Regions from separate parts of the Mus musculus genome. Here region 2 is linked to region 1. Evidence: chromatin contacts called from public Hi-C data. All regions are on one chromosome and are shown on one strand. Each heading gives the region's core, a stretch centred on a gene start, on an enhancer-like site or on the middle of the called end of the contact. The rest is flanking DNA. Distances are from core to core; before and after follow the strand shown. Region 1 holds the start of BC049762 (cDNA sequence BC049762). Region 2 holds the start of G3bp1 (GTPase activating protein (SH3 domain) binding protein 1).

The links. A called contact is a pair of places that touch in the nucleus more often than the background predicts.
Region 2: a Hi-C map of CD8 T cells shows a contact between it and region 1, with 6 times the contacts expected there. The contact joins the promoter of G3bp1 here to the promoter of BC049762 in region 1. A contact is called at or near these places in 2 of 484 Hi-C or Micro-C datasets (CD4 T cells and CD8 T cells).

What each region holds. Positions count from the first base shown.
Region 1 is chr11:51,259,988-51,267,896 of GRCm38.p6, reverse strand. It overlaps BC049762 (cDNA sequence BC049762), which reads left to right and starts at 4,893. Exons shown (of 3, transcript NM_001382322.1): 1 at 4,893-5,264. The coding sequence starts at 5,240. Clk4 (CDC like kinase 4) reads right to left here and starts at 4,783. Exons shown (of 13, transcript NM_007714.6): 1 at 4,628-4,783; 2 at 566-726. The coding sequence starts at 726.
Region 2 is chr11:55,466,683-55,474,591 of GRCm38.p6, reverse strand. G3bp1 (GTPase activating protein (SH3 domain) binding protein 1) reads right to left here and starts at 4,840. Exons shown (of 12, transcript NM_013716.2): 1 at 4,791-4,840.

The sequences.
Region 1 (7,909 bases), core at 3,644-6,143:
ACTCTCAGACATATCCATTGGTGTTCTATTAATATAATCTGTAAGATGTAACATGAATGGCTATTCCTCAAAGCACTTTAATGGTCTCAGATAGCATTTCAGGTAGCTTTTCTTATCGGGATTAACCACTTTCTATGACATCTCAATTGGGAAACACTTCTTGCACACCCAAATATATATGCCATCTTCCTATGAGTATCATTATTATTCAACTTTGTATATGTTCTTGAATATAATCTTTTGACTTCCTTCCCCCTTTTTGATGGAAGGGTTTCTAAGGATTTTTGGGACCTCACATATATTGGGTAACAAGTGTTCTAACACTGAGCTAAATCCTCAGAGCCCTTAGTTTAGTCACTTGCTGAGCTACTGTCTCCTATCAATCCCAGACAGACATAGAACAAACTATAAAATTCATAGCTTTAGTCTAGGCAGTATAGAAACTAGCCTATGATATTGTTAACTTTTTTATTTTTTGCAGGAGTAAATATGTCTGATTCCAAATTTGATAAAAGCTATATAAGCAAATGACAACTTGCTGAAACTTAAAATGCAAGTCATTTACCAATCCGAGTCTTTAAACTGATGATGTGGTTTACAGTGCCTGTTCTCCTGAGTACTGCTGTGAGACCTTCTCTTGCGTTTGTGACTTCCACTGTAGCTTTCATGGCCCCAGCTTTCTCTACTATCCCAATCAGGACAGTGAGTTCGTTTGGAATGCCGCATCTGTTAACGAGAAGAGGGGGGAGTGAGGGTAAGTGGGAAGCTAAAGATGGTCGTATAACTATATATTACCATTGCTTAAATAGGAATACCTCACACACAGGGTCACGTAGGCTCTTAGCACTTCCCAAAGCTTAGAACACAATACCACTCCTATGTGAGATGATGCTGAATGGAACTGACTCTAGTACTAGATGACTGACAGCATGGAGACTTTAATAGGTTTTCTTTCGCTACATAGTACAAGGACAAATTCTCAACTTAGTGCTTGCCTTCAGAAACACTCATTTTTTGTTTTTTGAGAAAAGGATTTTCAGTTAGACCTGACTGTCTTGGAACCAACTCTGTAAACAAGGCTGGCCTCAAACTCAGAAATCTGCCTGCCTCTACCACCCAAGTGCTGGTATTAATGGGCATTTGTCAATGTACCTGGCTATTTTTTACATTTTTTTAAAAAGGGCCAATTAAAATTGCTCAAGGGCTGGACAGATTACTCAGTAATGTGCTTGCTATGCAAGCAATGAGGACCTGAGTTCAGATCACTCACACCCACATAAAAAGGCAGGCATCATAGCACAGACCTGTAACTCCAGACCTAGGGCTGGGGCGGGGCATATGGATCCCTAAAATTCACTGGCCAGCCCAGTCTAGCTTAATTGGCAAGCTCCAGGTTCAATGAAAGTCCTTGTCTGAAAAATGTGGAGACCCATGGAGATATCCCATTTTGACCTCTGGCCTGCACATGGGACAGAATGTATATGTACACTCCTAACACAAAATATTTTTTGTTTCCTTCTATTTATGCTGATTTTAAAAATTAGGTCACTTATAATGTTAATAATTCTACCAACTGAGCTACATTCCTGGTCTCTCAATTTGGTTAAAAATCAAGACTGACATGAATGCACACAGATTTTTTTTTTCCTTTGAGACAGGAAGTTTCTTGGTATAGGTCTGGCACTAGCTCTGTAAACTAGGCTGGCCTCAAACTCAAAGATCCACCTTCCTCTGCCTCTAGAGTGATGGAAATCAAAGGTGTGCACCACCATCTCCTGGCCAGATCTGAATATAAGAATAACATCTACAACTATAGTTAGCGATAGCCTATCCCAACAGTGTCATAAACATCCTTCAGTCTGGCAAAGTTTAATACAAATAATCATAAGTGAGAGAAGCAAGCAAGTAATTGATTTAAAGGTAAAGAGCCTTTCATTAATGAGATTTCCCCCCCCCTCAAACTCTGTAGAGTTCCTTTCTCTAAATGCCAGAATTAGTCCGATCCTTAAACTGAGACATGGCCAGTGACATCAGATAATGGTAACAATTCCCAAACTTCATCTCCAAGCTCCTGTGGATCTCTCCCAGGCTCAGTATCTAACATTTATCCTTTTACAGATCTGTGACTGTTGGACACCAGTGTTAATTCTCTCCTTTCATCATGTGGGTCTCAGAGATCAAAGGTGTGCAGCATTACCCATTTAACCACTTTGTTCCCCTACGTCAATTTTTAAAAAAAGATTAAATTTATTTTTAATGGGAATGGGGTAGGGTGGGGCAGGGTGGGGAAGATCTACACGAGTGCAGTTGCCCCTGGATACCACAAGAGGGCATAGGATGCCCTAAAGCCTAAAGGTCCATTACAAGAGCAGTGTCTCCAGTTCCATAGCTAAATCTTTAATTTTGAACTCTGCTAAGCAGAGTTTAATGGTTTGGGAGGGAAAAAAGAAAAAAGAAGCTGAATAAGGCCCAAATGGAACAAAACCAATTTAGTTGATCACCTTGAGCTTGCCTAAATGGCTGAAAAATAAGCCAACAAATCTATTAAACACCGGGCTTGCAAAGAAAGCAGTTTCAGTTCTCTTCCAAAGTGTTCCTCAGAAAGGGTGTGCATCACAACATCAGGGTGTGATACTATTATTATTTCCTGATTACTGAGGACGTAATGAGGGGAGAGGAGGTTTCTAATTGCTAGGCGAGACTCTACCACCGACCTACATACCCCCTGTCCAAATATTCAGTAAACCATATTCGTTCTTCTAATTCTGTGCCTGCCAGGCATCTTCCTGATAATGTGGCTTCTCTTGCTCAGTCAAAAATGAGAAAGCATGGATTAAACCACACACACACACACACACACACACACACACACAAATCCTAAATTCTTGATAGGTACCTTGGTTAAAAAAAAAGTTAGTAAGCCAAGCATTCCTTTCGATATAGTCATTTTAATATGGTGAAGTAAAACAGACAACACTGCAAACTTGCTGGAGACAAAAGCCCAAACTCAAGCTTTAGAGAAACACTCATCTTCCTATTTCCACTGGAGTTCTGCTGACATATTCCTCCTATTATCAAAATTGTATTTAAGGTTTTAGTTTGATTAAGGCTTTTTTTTTTTCTCTTTAGAGGGGGTGAGGGGAGGGAATTAAATTCTGAATCCCAAGCCACCGGGCTACAGGCTAAGCACTCTCAAAACACAGCAGCCCAGTGTACAGCTTCTGATGACTCATCCTTGTGACTGGCCATTAGGGTTTCACAAGTCTTGGTTGCTTGCTTCAAGTTACCCCCTCCCCCTCCACTTCACATCGCTACAGCCAGTTTACCTCTCACAGGACAAATCTCAACTTCTCAAGTGACTAATATGCAAACCCACCTATCAGTGGGTCCTTGTCCCAATAGGCCCCGACTAACATTCCCCATCCCTCCTCTGATCTCTGGCCGAGTTCGGAAATACTTTGTTTTTAGGCAGGTGTGGTGACACGTGCCACCCTAGAGGCAGAGGCAGGTGGAGTTCTGAGAGACTTCAAGGACAGCCTGGTCTGCACAGCGAGACCTTGTTTCAAACAACCAACAAAGAAATATTTACTTAGGAGGCAAAGTAAAAGATTTCTGAGCTCATGAGAGCTTTCATACACAGGAAAGAAAAGCTACCTCAAAATATTACACTATCTCTAACACTTAAAAATCATGCTACAATCCTCTGTATCCTTTCAATAAAAGATACAATGGAACCCATATGTATACGCTCATACTAGAAATATTATTCTCCACCACGTTTTAGAAGTTTCAGTCTCCCATTTAAGTGGGGGTACAAGAGGCCCTCGGGTGCGTGTTCAAAATTAGGCCAAATATCTGCAGCTTTAACATTAGACCAGGTGACAATCGGTCCACTGGTTTAGAGGGTTGGCTACTTGAGCAACAGAGCTGTCACAATGTAAATGCAATGTTCGCTCTCTAATTCCATCACTCAGCTCTCTAATCCCATCACTCAGGAGGCAGAGGCAGGAGAATCTCCTGAGTTCGAGTCCTGCCTGGCCTACATAATGCCTGGGCAATCGGGGCGACCCAGATCTAGGGGGGGCTTGGGGTGGGGTGACCGCCTGGCATGAAGGACGAACCTTCCTTCCCAAGTGTGATCCTCGAAGCTGGAGGTGAACTCCAGCCGCTGCCTGGCTCGCCGCAGCGCCTGCCCTACCTCTTCCGGGCAGCTGGCCAGGGCCCTTAGAGCTGAACAACAGAGCGAATAGCGGACTTTGGAAAAGGCTCCGGTTATGCAAACGGCCGAGGCCACAGACAGGGGTGAGTAGGGGGTCGGGGTGACTTCGACTCTGGACGGCACTAGTACCGGGGATGCGTCCCGCCAAGGGTCTCCCCGCTGGTTCCTGCGATGGACGGCCGAGGCCTTGACAAGAGGTGAGCGAGGCCCAAGCTGCCGGACCGCACCGTCGGGCGAACCCGGGGCCTGCGGGCCTTGACTCGAGCGGCGAAACCGCGGCAGCTCGGGTGTTGTCGCCGCCGGCCGAGAGGCACCCCGCCAGCCCCGCGGACGCATCCTCCCGGTGCTGACGCCCAAAGCCCACTCTCTCCTCAGACACCTGGCTCCGCGCGACACTGCCCACCTCACCTCCGCAAAAGCAAGCGGCCTTTTGGCCGAGAAATGTCGCCAAACCGCCGTCGTTCCTCTCCAGCCGCTGCGACAGACACCGACAAAATGGCGTCCGCGCCGTCACCCTACAACCTCCTCAGGTGGCTCCAGCGCCACCTACGCCGAGCCAGCGCGCATGCGTCACGAAGCCTCGTGCCCGCCCACAGATCGTGCAAGGGGACGAGGGGTCTGTGACGTCAGGGACGGCGGGGCTTGATCAGCCACACTGCGGCTGCGCAGCGCTGGAGGCGCGGGTAGGACGAGGTTCTGTCCGCTTGTCAGGCTGAGGTTCTTTCTGTTCTTAGGTGAACCTGGAAGCCCGCCTTAAGTCTGCGGCGCGCGTCGGGCTCTCGAAGAGTTTTGCTGGGCGTGGCCACGCTGGGTAGGGCCAACCTCTGACCTTTTCCCATCAGCTTAAAGTGGGAAGCTCATCGCACTCCATCTACCAGTCGCCCCTCAACCTCAGCTCCAGGTAGAGCCACCAGAGCGCAGAGTCCCCGAATGCTCCCAGCTAGGGCAGCTCAGTGACCAGGATATGGCTGTCACCTGGCGCTTCCGCTCTAAACTGGATTTGGAGAAGTTTACCTGAATATGCCTCTAAAAACAAGCGTAGCAGGTGCTTACCCTTCTCTTTCTCTTTGCCTTCCTCTCTCTCTTCCTCCTCGCCTTCTCAGCCAGCAAATCGAAAGGAATGGGGAGGTTTGTCCTAAGACTTCTGACAGTATTCTTCCGGTTACAACCATGGCAGCCTCATGATTTTCTACTACAGTTACTCAACAAACGGGCATTTGTGGTCAGACTTTTTGGTTTTTTTTTCGAGACAGGGTTTCTCTGTGTAATCCTGGCTGTCCTGGAACTCACTCGGTAGACCAGGCTGGCCTTGAACTCAGAAACTCACCTGCCTCTTGCCTCCCAAGTGCTGGGATTAAAGGCGTGCACTATCACTGCCTGGCGACATAACAAATTCTTAATATATATCCTTTTTTAATTTCAGAGAACTGGGCTTTTGTGGTGCAGGCCTGTAATCCCAGCATTTAGGATTTAGAAACAGGAGGATCAGGAATTCTAGGTCATCCTGGGCCATATAGCAAGTTCAAGGCCAGTCTGAGCTACATGAGATCAAAACTCAAAAAACAAAACTGCTGAGAATCCAACACCATAATTACTGTCTAACCCAGTAGGGTTGAACTTCTTCTGGTCGTCCTATCTCTTATCTCCTTCCTCCAAGAGCTTGAAGCATAAATATGAGCTGTCATAACCAGATTAATTAAATACTCTATGCCAATCACTTTATAGACAGTCTTAGTAATCTAGACAACTCTAAGAGGTGATTCTTAGCTCCTTGCTTTAATGACAAATTTAACTCCTGAAAATACCATTCAAACTTTGCTAGCTTACGGTTTCATTGTCATACTTACTGCCTCCATTCATGCAACAAAGTAAAAAACAACTTACTTTTTTCTTAATCAGTTAGAGAAAAGTATTCTGAGTCCATCTTTTGGCAAGACCAAAAGGGTCTGTCTTGAAAAGGCTCGTTTCATGGTGATTTGTCTCTGAAGCTCCCATTATGAAACAATGAATCCCTTCACATTTAGCAAAGTTGATTAAAGGCCACACCATGAATGAGTCACAATGGATCTCTCAGGCATCCCATACTGCCCAAGATGGACAATATCCCAGTTTCCTCCAGGGTTCCTAACACTTCTGAAGAGAAAGTCAAACAGCACAGGAGTAACAAAGATTCAGTCAAACAATGTTGAAAGCATCCCAATTCCCAGTGCACTCTGCAGAGCATATGGAGTGGGCAGGAAGCATCTGAATTCATACCATTCAGGGAATACAGGAAGTGCCCTGCACTGCTCCTTTAATTACTTATATGGGTCTCTCTTCTCTCCTTCCCCACTATTCTTTCTTCTTTTTTCCCCTCTTCCTTTGTGATCGTCTTTGTATACACAGGGACAATCTGGAACTTATTATTTAGTCTAAGCTTGCCTGGAACTTGTAGAAATCCTCCTGTTACAGCTTCCGAATTGCTGGCATCACTGGTGTGAGCTATTAGGTCTGACCTATCAATGAACGGGTCTCAGATCCAGGGCCAGATCACAGATGCATGTACCCTCTGGAAATACTAGCCACAGGCACTTGGTCAGCCTTCAGGATTCGTCAGGATATTGGTTCTGGTAACTGCAAGAGAGAAACCATTTACCAAAACTTTGACTAGGTCATGCCCAAAAGTTTATAGAGAAGATAGAATTCCTTCTAATAGTGGATCCTTAGATAACCCCCACCCACCCACCCATTAGAATGGAACTGCCATCACACATTACTAGTCACTGTTTCTACGTTAATTTAACTAAAATCTAAATTTAAAAATGTAATTGAATCTATCTAGAGACTGTGGAGTGGATAGTCAGTGAATCCATGCTATGGCACACATTTGGAGGTCAGAGGAAGACATACAGAAGTCAGTTCTCTCCATCTACAATGTGGGTCCTGAGGATCAAACTAAGATTGATAGTGTTGGTAGAAAAGGTTCTTACTCACTGAGCCATCTTCTGGGTCCCTCAATAAAAGGTCCCTTGAATAAAATTGGTGGCATTGACTAAGTTTCACTAAATAAATAAATCCCAGACACCAAGATCAGTAGCATAGAGCTGTGATGCCAGCATGTTGAGAGGTGGAAGGCAGAGGATCATGAGAAGGTCATTCTAGGCTACACAGTAAGTTCTAAGGCAGCCAGGACTACAAGAGACCCCATCTCACAAAACAACACATTGGCTTCCCAACTCTACTTACTGCATTTTCTCAATATTTAAAATGTATTGTCTTTCTCTCAGTTGGTAAAAGGCTTGCCTAGCATGCATGACCCCTCAGGTGTTGTTTTAAAAAACAAAAATTCTAGCCCTTTAACTCACCAAATGAAGACTCAGGAGCCAGATGCCCTTGTGAAAGCCTGCTAAGCTCGGAGAGGCAGAGAAACCATTCATTTGACCTTCCTATTCCACTGATGTCCCAGAAGGAAAAAACTCTACCAATGTCTCAGGAGAAGGCCCTTTCTCCTTCTCTACACAGTGCAAAATGCCCTTCAACTCAAAGACCCTTCTTTCTGTTTACTTCTGTTCACTCCATTCAGCTGGTTACTTGCTTTGCCTCTTGACCCATGGTTGACTTTATTTAGCTCTTGGATTAATGGTGTGTGCTAGGGCTGAGCCACACCACAACTACTTGTTTATTGTAAATAGAATGCTCTAGGATCAAAGG
Region 2 (7,909 bases), core at 3,591-6,090, 4.2 Mb before region 1:
GGAGATTGTGGTATAGACCTCTGCAGTCCTCCCACAGAACCACTAACCCAATCCAGCCATAAGACAAACCCAAATACGACCCTAAGTGTCAAGGTCATGAAGGACAGAGAACAGAAACTCACAGATGAGAGGACACTAAGGAGACAAGAAGACTTTGGAATGGATCCTGAAACAGAGAAAGTACATTGCAGAAGCACCTGAGGAAACCAAAATAAAGCCTATGTCAACAGAGTTTACCAATTTGTTATAAGTACACATTGACTGCATAGGATGAGGTAGGCAGACCTATTACGATTCTTTTAAAAATCTAGAACTATATCAGATACTAACTTTTCCAGGAAGTATCATCAGTAAGCTGGATAATTTGGGTGTTTTTCTCCCTGAGTAGCCCTGCCATTCCAAAGTTAGCGGAAAACTACTTAACCCATGTGTGGTAGCCCACTCCTTAACCCCAGCCCCAGGAGCCCAGGTAGCCTGTGCTGGACAGCAACACCCCTAAATGTAGGCTGTAACTCAAGGGCAGAACACTAGCCCAGCATGCACAGGGTCCTGGTTCTGGGTCTGGTTTGATTCCAAGCACCACAAAAAGAAAAACTGACAAAGGAAAAGGCATCTTACACTCAATTCTGAGTAAGAATTCCAACTCCTCAGATCCCACAATGTACAGGTGGACGTGCCAGCATTTTCTTTTTAAGATGGAGTCTCACGTAATCCAGGCTGGCCTGAACCCCGTAGCCCAAGATAACCCTGAGACCATTTTTCAAACACCAGAAGTACCTGGGGTTGTGGTTCAGTAAGAGTCAATTCGAAATGGGGTCCTGGTTTTAGTCTGCCACAGCAAATAACGGCCTAGTGACCAGAGAAACGCATTGCTTGTTGCCTTTTACACCTAAAATGCAGCACCCGCTAAAGAACAGCATTGCAAAGCCTTCCTGGGCTGCAGCTTTCTTCCCACTCAGTAATGCAGTAATGCAAGTAATGCAAGTAATGCAAGTATTCACCTGGCTAGCAGCTCGGCTTTCCCAAATAAAGTTGCACATTTTAAAAAAATAAAAATAAATAAAAAATAAAAACAAGTAGAGAATAGTAAATATTTCTAGCTAAGTAGAGAATAGTGAGTATTTCTAGCTAACAGCCAGTAGTTACCAGCTCCAAGTGGGGTGACAGCTGCTGACTCTAAATTTAACTCCTGAGGTTGGACGAAGGTTCTCCCGAGCTTGGGCAAAGGTTCCCCACTAACTGTGACAACTACAGGGGAAAGGGGACATTATTTCTTTCTCTCAAGACAGGGTCTTACTGTGTAGCTCTGGCTGGCCTGGAACTCACTATATAGACAAGGCTGGTGCCTGGAACTCAAGAGCTCTCCCTGTCTCTGCCTCGGAGTCCTGGAGTTAAAAAAAGTGCACCGCCACACCTAGCTTGATCTGCCTACTTGACAATTACCCCTCTCTAGGTCAGCAATGTAATATAAACTCTACAGCACACAACTCTACTTCAGCACTAGAACTTAAACTTGGTTTGGGTTACAAATTCAGTTTTCTATTAAACCTGTTACCTTGGACTAATTCATTAAAAAACCATATGCTAGCCGGGCAGTGGTGGTGCACGCCTTTAATCCCAGCACTTGGGAGGCAGAGATGGGAGGATTTCTGAGTTCAAGGCTAGCCTGGTCTACAGAGTGAGTTCCAGGACAACCAGGGCTACACAGAAAGACCTATCTCCAAGTGGGGAAAAAAAAGAAAAACCATATGCAAGTGTAAACCTTATTTAAAAAACCTAAAGCCCGAAAACAAAAACAAAAAAGCTGGGTTTGGTGGTACACACCTTTAATCCCAGCACTCGGGAGGCAGAGACAGGCGGATTTCTGAGTTCAAGGCCAGCCTGGTCTACAAAGTGAGTTCCAAGACAGTCAGGGCTATACAGAGAAACCCTGTCTCGAAAAACCGAAAACAAAACAAAACAAAAAACTTAAAGCTAACCTATGCCTTGTGCTTTCCATCGAGTTCAGAAATACAGGGAAGCCGGGCGTGGTGTCACACACCTTTAATCCCAGCACTTGGGAGGCAGAGGCAGGCGGATTTCTGAGTGCGAGGCCAGCCTGGTCTACAGAGTGAGTTCCAGGACAACCAGGGCTACACAGAGAAACCCTGTCTCAAAAAAACAAAACAAACAAACCAACAACAGAAATACAGGGAAGGGCTAGAGAGATGGCTCAGTGGTTAAGAGCACTGACTGCTCTTCTGAAGGTCCTGAGTTCAAATCCCAGCAACCACATGGTAGCTCACAACCATCCATGAGATCTGATGCCCTCTTCAGGGGTGTCTGAAGACAGCTACAGTGAACTTAGATATAATAATAAAATCTTTTTAAAAAAATACAGGAAAATCTAGTATATAAAAGATGACAATTTTGAAAAAAAAAAAAAGCCAACCTGCTTTCAAGCAGGGTCAAGAACAGACATTTCTAAAAATCTAATGCTCAGGCACTATACTGACAGCTGATAACTAAAAACCAGAATGTGAATTAAAAGAAAAGAAACTAGCCAGATGTGGTGGCGCACGCCTGTAATCCCAGCACTTGGGAGGCAGAGGCAGGCGGATTTCTGAGTTCAAGACCAGCCTGGTCTACAAAGTGAGTTCCAGGACAGCCAGGACTATACAGAGAAACCCTGTCTCGAGACAAAAAAAAAAAAAAAAAGAAAAAAGAAAAGAAAAGAAAAAGAAACTGCGCAGTGTAGTACCTGTTAGAACCTTAGCTCAAAAGACACCTCCACCAGCAGTAACCTCTGACCTGCTCGGAAGGGAGCAGCCAAGGCGGTCAGTCACTGCTTCAATTCACTGCTTTCTGACACTGAGCTAAGGAGTCAGTTTCTATCTATCCCTATCCTACTAAGCACCTGCCTGAGGCCAAGAGTCTTTTGAATGTGTGGGGATGAGATTAATAGCCATCCCCTTCAATTCGATCATTTCCCCTTGATATATCTGACCTCAGTAACACTACCTGGACTCAAACTTCCCAAGTTAGAAAGCAGGTCACTGCCTTATTTTAAAAGGTGATGAATTACTAACATTCGCCTACCCCTCCGTGCAGGTTAAGTAGAACCCGTTCCAAGGAAACAATGTTATATTCAGAAGCAAGGCAGTTAAATTCAGCATGCATCCCCACAGCGTTTGGTTCTTCGTTGCCACTTTGTTAAATGTCAGTGGTCTTTAACTTTTTGCAAGGATGTGCCCCTCAAGAACTAGTCCTGAAACTTCTGTTGTAGTCTTCGATGTGAAACATCTGCCATTTAACGTGCTTTCTAGCCAGGGGTTAAAGGCAATCCTCAGCATAGAAAGATAGGCTGACCACAGATCCTTGAAAATAGCTTTGCAACCCGTAGAAGTCAAACCAAGTAAGTACTAAAATAAATTACTCGGTTGGGCTTAGTGGAGGCACCTTAACTCTTGGCACCGAGAAGATTCTGAGATCCTCTTGAATTCCAGGCCAGGAAGGGCTCCACAGTAAGAATTTTTAAAAAAGGCAGTTGATCATCGATGGTTCGGCAGGAGACCTAATGGCTGTGCTTGCCAACAAACCCAATCGGTGACTGTGACCCACTGCACAATAACTGGACACTGGACACCATCCTCTCCCCAGCAATTTCAGATGTGACTTATTTTTGTGGCTCTGGTGACTGAACCCGGGGCTTCCTGTATTCCATGCCAAGTGCTCCACCTCTGCACTGAAGCCCGGGCCGGTCCTATCCAATTTCAAACTTTAACTTCAACTCTTGTAAGAATTTAAACACTTTGTTTCCTTGGACTTACGACCTTCTCAAACAAAGGTTTTTTTAATCTAAGTTTGTTCTGATTCACAACTAAAACATTCTAAGTTAAAAAGGGGTCTTGAAGAGTCAAGATCTAATGTCAGAGTTTGACTTCCTGTTGGCGGGAATTTCCCGTTACCTCGAGGTGCGTTTCGGACCTGCTGAGAGGCACACTCGATTACATTACACTCACTGTATTTTTCTCTATTTTTCCCAGAAGCTAACTTGGAGGCGCATCTATCTATCTATGTAAGTGCGAAGAAAGCTAAGTCTTCCTTTGTCATTCAAAACCCCACTCCTAATCTCTTCTCTGGAGTCCCCCACTGGCTCGCAGATGCCACCACGGGACTTCTTATACTGGGGTTTGCACCTCAGATTCAAGAGCTCAGTGGCCGATGGTGTCCCACAGCCACGTAGCCTGCACAGATGCCTGTCCTTTCCCTACAGAGGGCCTTGATTCCACCTCGTTCTCCTGTTGACTGGACCTACCTGATTGCACCCAGGTGACCGGGAAGGGCGGGAAAAAAGGGAACTCTCGGCATAGTGCAGGGGGAAACAGTGGGGGGATTGGAGAGATCACGTCTTGGCGTGGCTGTCTCTGCACCACTGAGCCCTTGAACCCGGGGTCGCGCGCCTCCGTTCTGCAACCCTGGGAGGCGCGATCACGCTCTCAGCTTGGGCTCCCCCAACCCCCATCCCCATATCCGAAGGCTTCCTTAGGGTCCAGGCCCAGCTATACCATCCGGAAGAGCCGGCGCGCGCCAGAGAATGCGCGTGGAGCACGCAGGGCCGGCCAGACGCGTGACGCCCGCCGTTGGTGCGGTGGACCACGCGCGGGCCCTAAAGCGCAGGCAGGAGGCCGCGCCGGCCGTTGGTGGGGGTGGGGACGCGCCGCGCGGTCTCCCGGGGCGCCCCGCTCGCGGCCGCAGCTCGGCTCATGCCCGGCCCGCATCCGATCAGCCCCACCCGCGGGCCCAAGTACCTGCGCGGCTGAGCGGGAGGACAGGGCTGCTACGTGGGAGGAGGTGGCGGCGTCCCTCGCGCGATGCCGCGGCACGCGTGCCCGCCGCCCGCTATATAGCCGCGCTCAGCCGAACCTGCTGCTCCCGGTCGCATGCAGGGACCAATGGCCGCCTCGCCACCGCGCCCCTTGGCTATGATTGGACAGCGTCTTTGTCTAGAGGCCGAGCTCCTGAGTGGCTGCCGCATCTGCCTATAACTGAAGGAGCTAGAGCCCAGATGGACACGAAACCTCGCCAATACTCAGATGGTCTATAAAAATGAGGGCGGGATGCACTGAGAGCGACACTCAGACAAGCCAATAGTTGCATGCACCCGTTCTCATTGGCTTACATTTCTTTTTCTGGGCGGAAACCCACTGTCCAGGCAGGAGCGGTTGATCCACAAGGTGGGGCCCGTGTACTTTGGGGAAGTAAACCCCATGCAACTAGGAGGTAGGCGCGGGCGGGGAGCAAGGAAGCCCCCAGCCAATCGCAACACCGAATGGAGCTGATTGACAGGGAGGGATGGCCCTCTCCAAAGGCAGCCCCAGGGCCGCCGTGCCCTCTGGAGCGGTTAAGAGGATGGACTAGCTGCGTCTTCCGTTCCCTTTCCTTTCTCTTCCTCTTAGGTTGAATCCTGTCCTCGAGGACCGGTCTCCCGCCTTCCCAGGCGACTCTGGTACCCGGGATCTAAGTAACAGTTTCCCGGGTTTTGTTTTTTTGGTTTGGTTTTTTTCTCTTCGCATCAAAACTTTTTTTGCATGCATTTCGGAAGAGCAGGAGCTGCTGACCCTTAGCATTACTCAGCACGAATGCAGTGGCGACCGAGGACAGCGAAACTGGCTTGGTCGGCACCCCAGAGCATACCGCGAGGCAGCCTCCCTGGCGTTTGGGAATGCTCTTGTTCCCGGGTGGCTTCCAAGCTGGCGTGCCCGGGTGGCTCCTGGACGTTTTCAGGTTTTCCAATCTTGTGATTGCAGAGACAACATCCCATCTTTGATCACCCTCTGGCTGGCGAAAGTTATAGGATGCGTCACCACCAGCCATTGTCACATGCTTTTCAAACTGAAATGGGAACTTTACCCAACTCCTAGGCAGACACGCCTAAGGTTCCCCCATAAAGGCTCCAGGGTCCAAATAGTAGTACCTCAGTCTGCTGCTGACCCCAACTCGGGGGGGTTTTGTGAGCCTTCTGGCCACCATGAGCATTTTATATTAAGAGCTGTGATCCAAATGCTAAACACAAACTAGACTAGTCTGTGTTCCCTGGAGGCAGGGAGAATTCCAGGCCATCCTGAGCTACACGAGTCCAAGGCCATTCTGAGTGACATGAAATCCTGAAAGCAAGCTAAACTCGCATTAATTTGTTTTGTTTCAGGGCTTTTCGAGGCAAGGTCTCCCCTTGTAGCCTATGCTGAGCTGGATTTACCATACCCTAGGCTGATCTCGAACTCGCCATCCTCCTGCCCTAACCTCTTAAATACCGAAAATACAGGTGTTAAAGTGTTACAGCGAGTTTCCAAAAGGAACACGTGCACAGTTCCCACGTGCAAAGGGAAAGGGCTCGCCCAGCCCAGGCTGGAAGGAAAAGGCAGCCAGGCAGAACCTGGAATCCGGAAGCCAGGAACCAAGAGACAGTGCAGTGCTCCAGCACTGGGTCAGAGCCTATCAACAGGCAGCTAGCATTGAGCCTCCAGTGGGAACCTCCTTCTAGGAACGCTTGGTAGGATTGCTAGCCCAACCAAGGAATGTGGGCTTTAATTTGGAGCTGTAGAGGCTTTGTTGGTTGGGTTTGTTTGTTTGTTTTTTCGAGACAGGGTTTCTCTGTATAGCCCTGGATGTCCTAGAACTCACTTTGTAGACCAGGCTGGCCTCAAACTCAGAAATCTGCCTGCCTCTGCCTCCCGAGTGCAGGGATTAAAGACGTGCACCACCACGCCCGGCTTGTTTGTTTGTTTTTAAAAACAGCCCTGGCTATCCTGGAACTTCTCTGTGCAAACCAGATGTCCTCTAACTCTGAGATCCCCTGCCTCTGCCTCCCGAATGCTGGAATTAAAGGGATGAGACCCCACACCCATCTGGAAGGCTTTTTTGTTTTGTTTTGTTTTTTTGTTTTTGTTAATAAACCAGGAGATTTGAGATTCGTATTGGGTTTTGCAGGGGAAAAAAATTGTAATACCTTATTCAGAGAGCTTTGGCAGATTTTCACAAGAATTCTTTTCAATACAATACCAGTGTTCCCCGCTGGCTTTGCTCGCTGGCTCTCTCTCTCTCTCTCTCTCTCTCTCTCTCTCTCTCTCTCTCCATATTGTTTGTTTAAGTAATAACATAATCACAGCCTGGAACTCATAAACACCCTCCCCATTCTGCCTCAGCTGGAATTAAAGCAGTGCACCGCCAAAACTAGCTTTTAAAACACTATTTTAAAGATTTTTTTTTATTATTTATTTATTATATGTAAGTACACTGTAGCTGTCCTCAGACACTCCAGTCAGATCTCGTTACGGATGGTTGTAAGCCACCATGTGGTTGCTGGGATTTGAACTCCTGACCTTCGGAAGAGCAGTCGGGTGCTCTTACCCACTGAGCCATCTCACCAGCCCTAAAGATATATTTATAAGGGGGGGAAAATCTGTAAAGATACATATCTTTTTTTGTTGTTTGAGAATCGTATACATGCATGTGAAGTGTTTCATTCAAGGCCACCCTATTCCTTCTCCCCCTAATTCCATGGGGTTCCCACTGGGTTCATATAGTACTGCCACTATGTGCATGGACGTAGGACAATCTACTGGAGCAATGGGGGCCTATCTGGTGCCCTCCACCTGAGGAAACCTGACCTTCTCTCTCCTAGTAACCAGTTGCCAGTAGCTCCTCAGCTAAGGGTAAAACTGCTGAGCATCCTCTGGCTAGACTTCTCCCAGGTGCATGCTGTCACTGTCACTGTAGGTTCATATGGGCAGATGCCCTGTTGTGTCCTGAATCGTCCCACTGTCTCTGCCCCCATTCCACAAAGAGCCATAAAAGGTAATACTGGCATCCCATTTAGGGCTGAGAACTCCACAGTCTCTTATTCTAGCGTGCTGATCAAATCATGAGT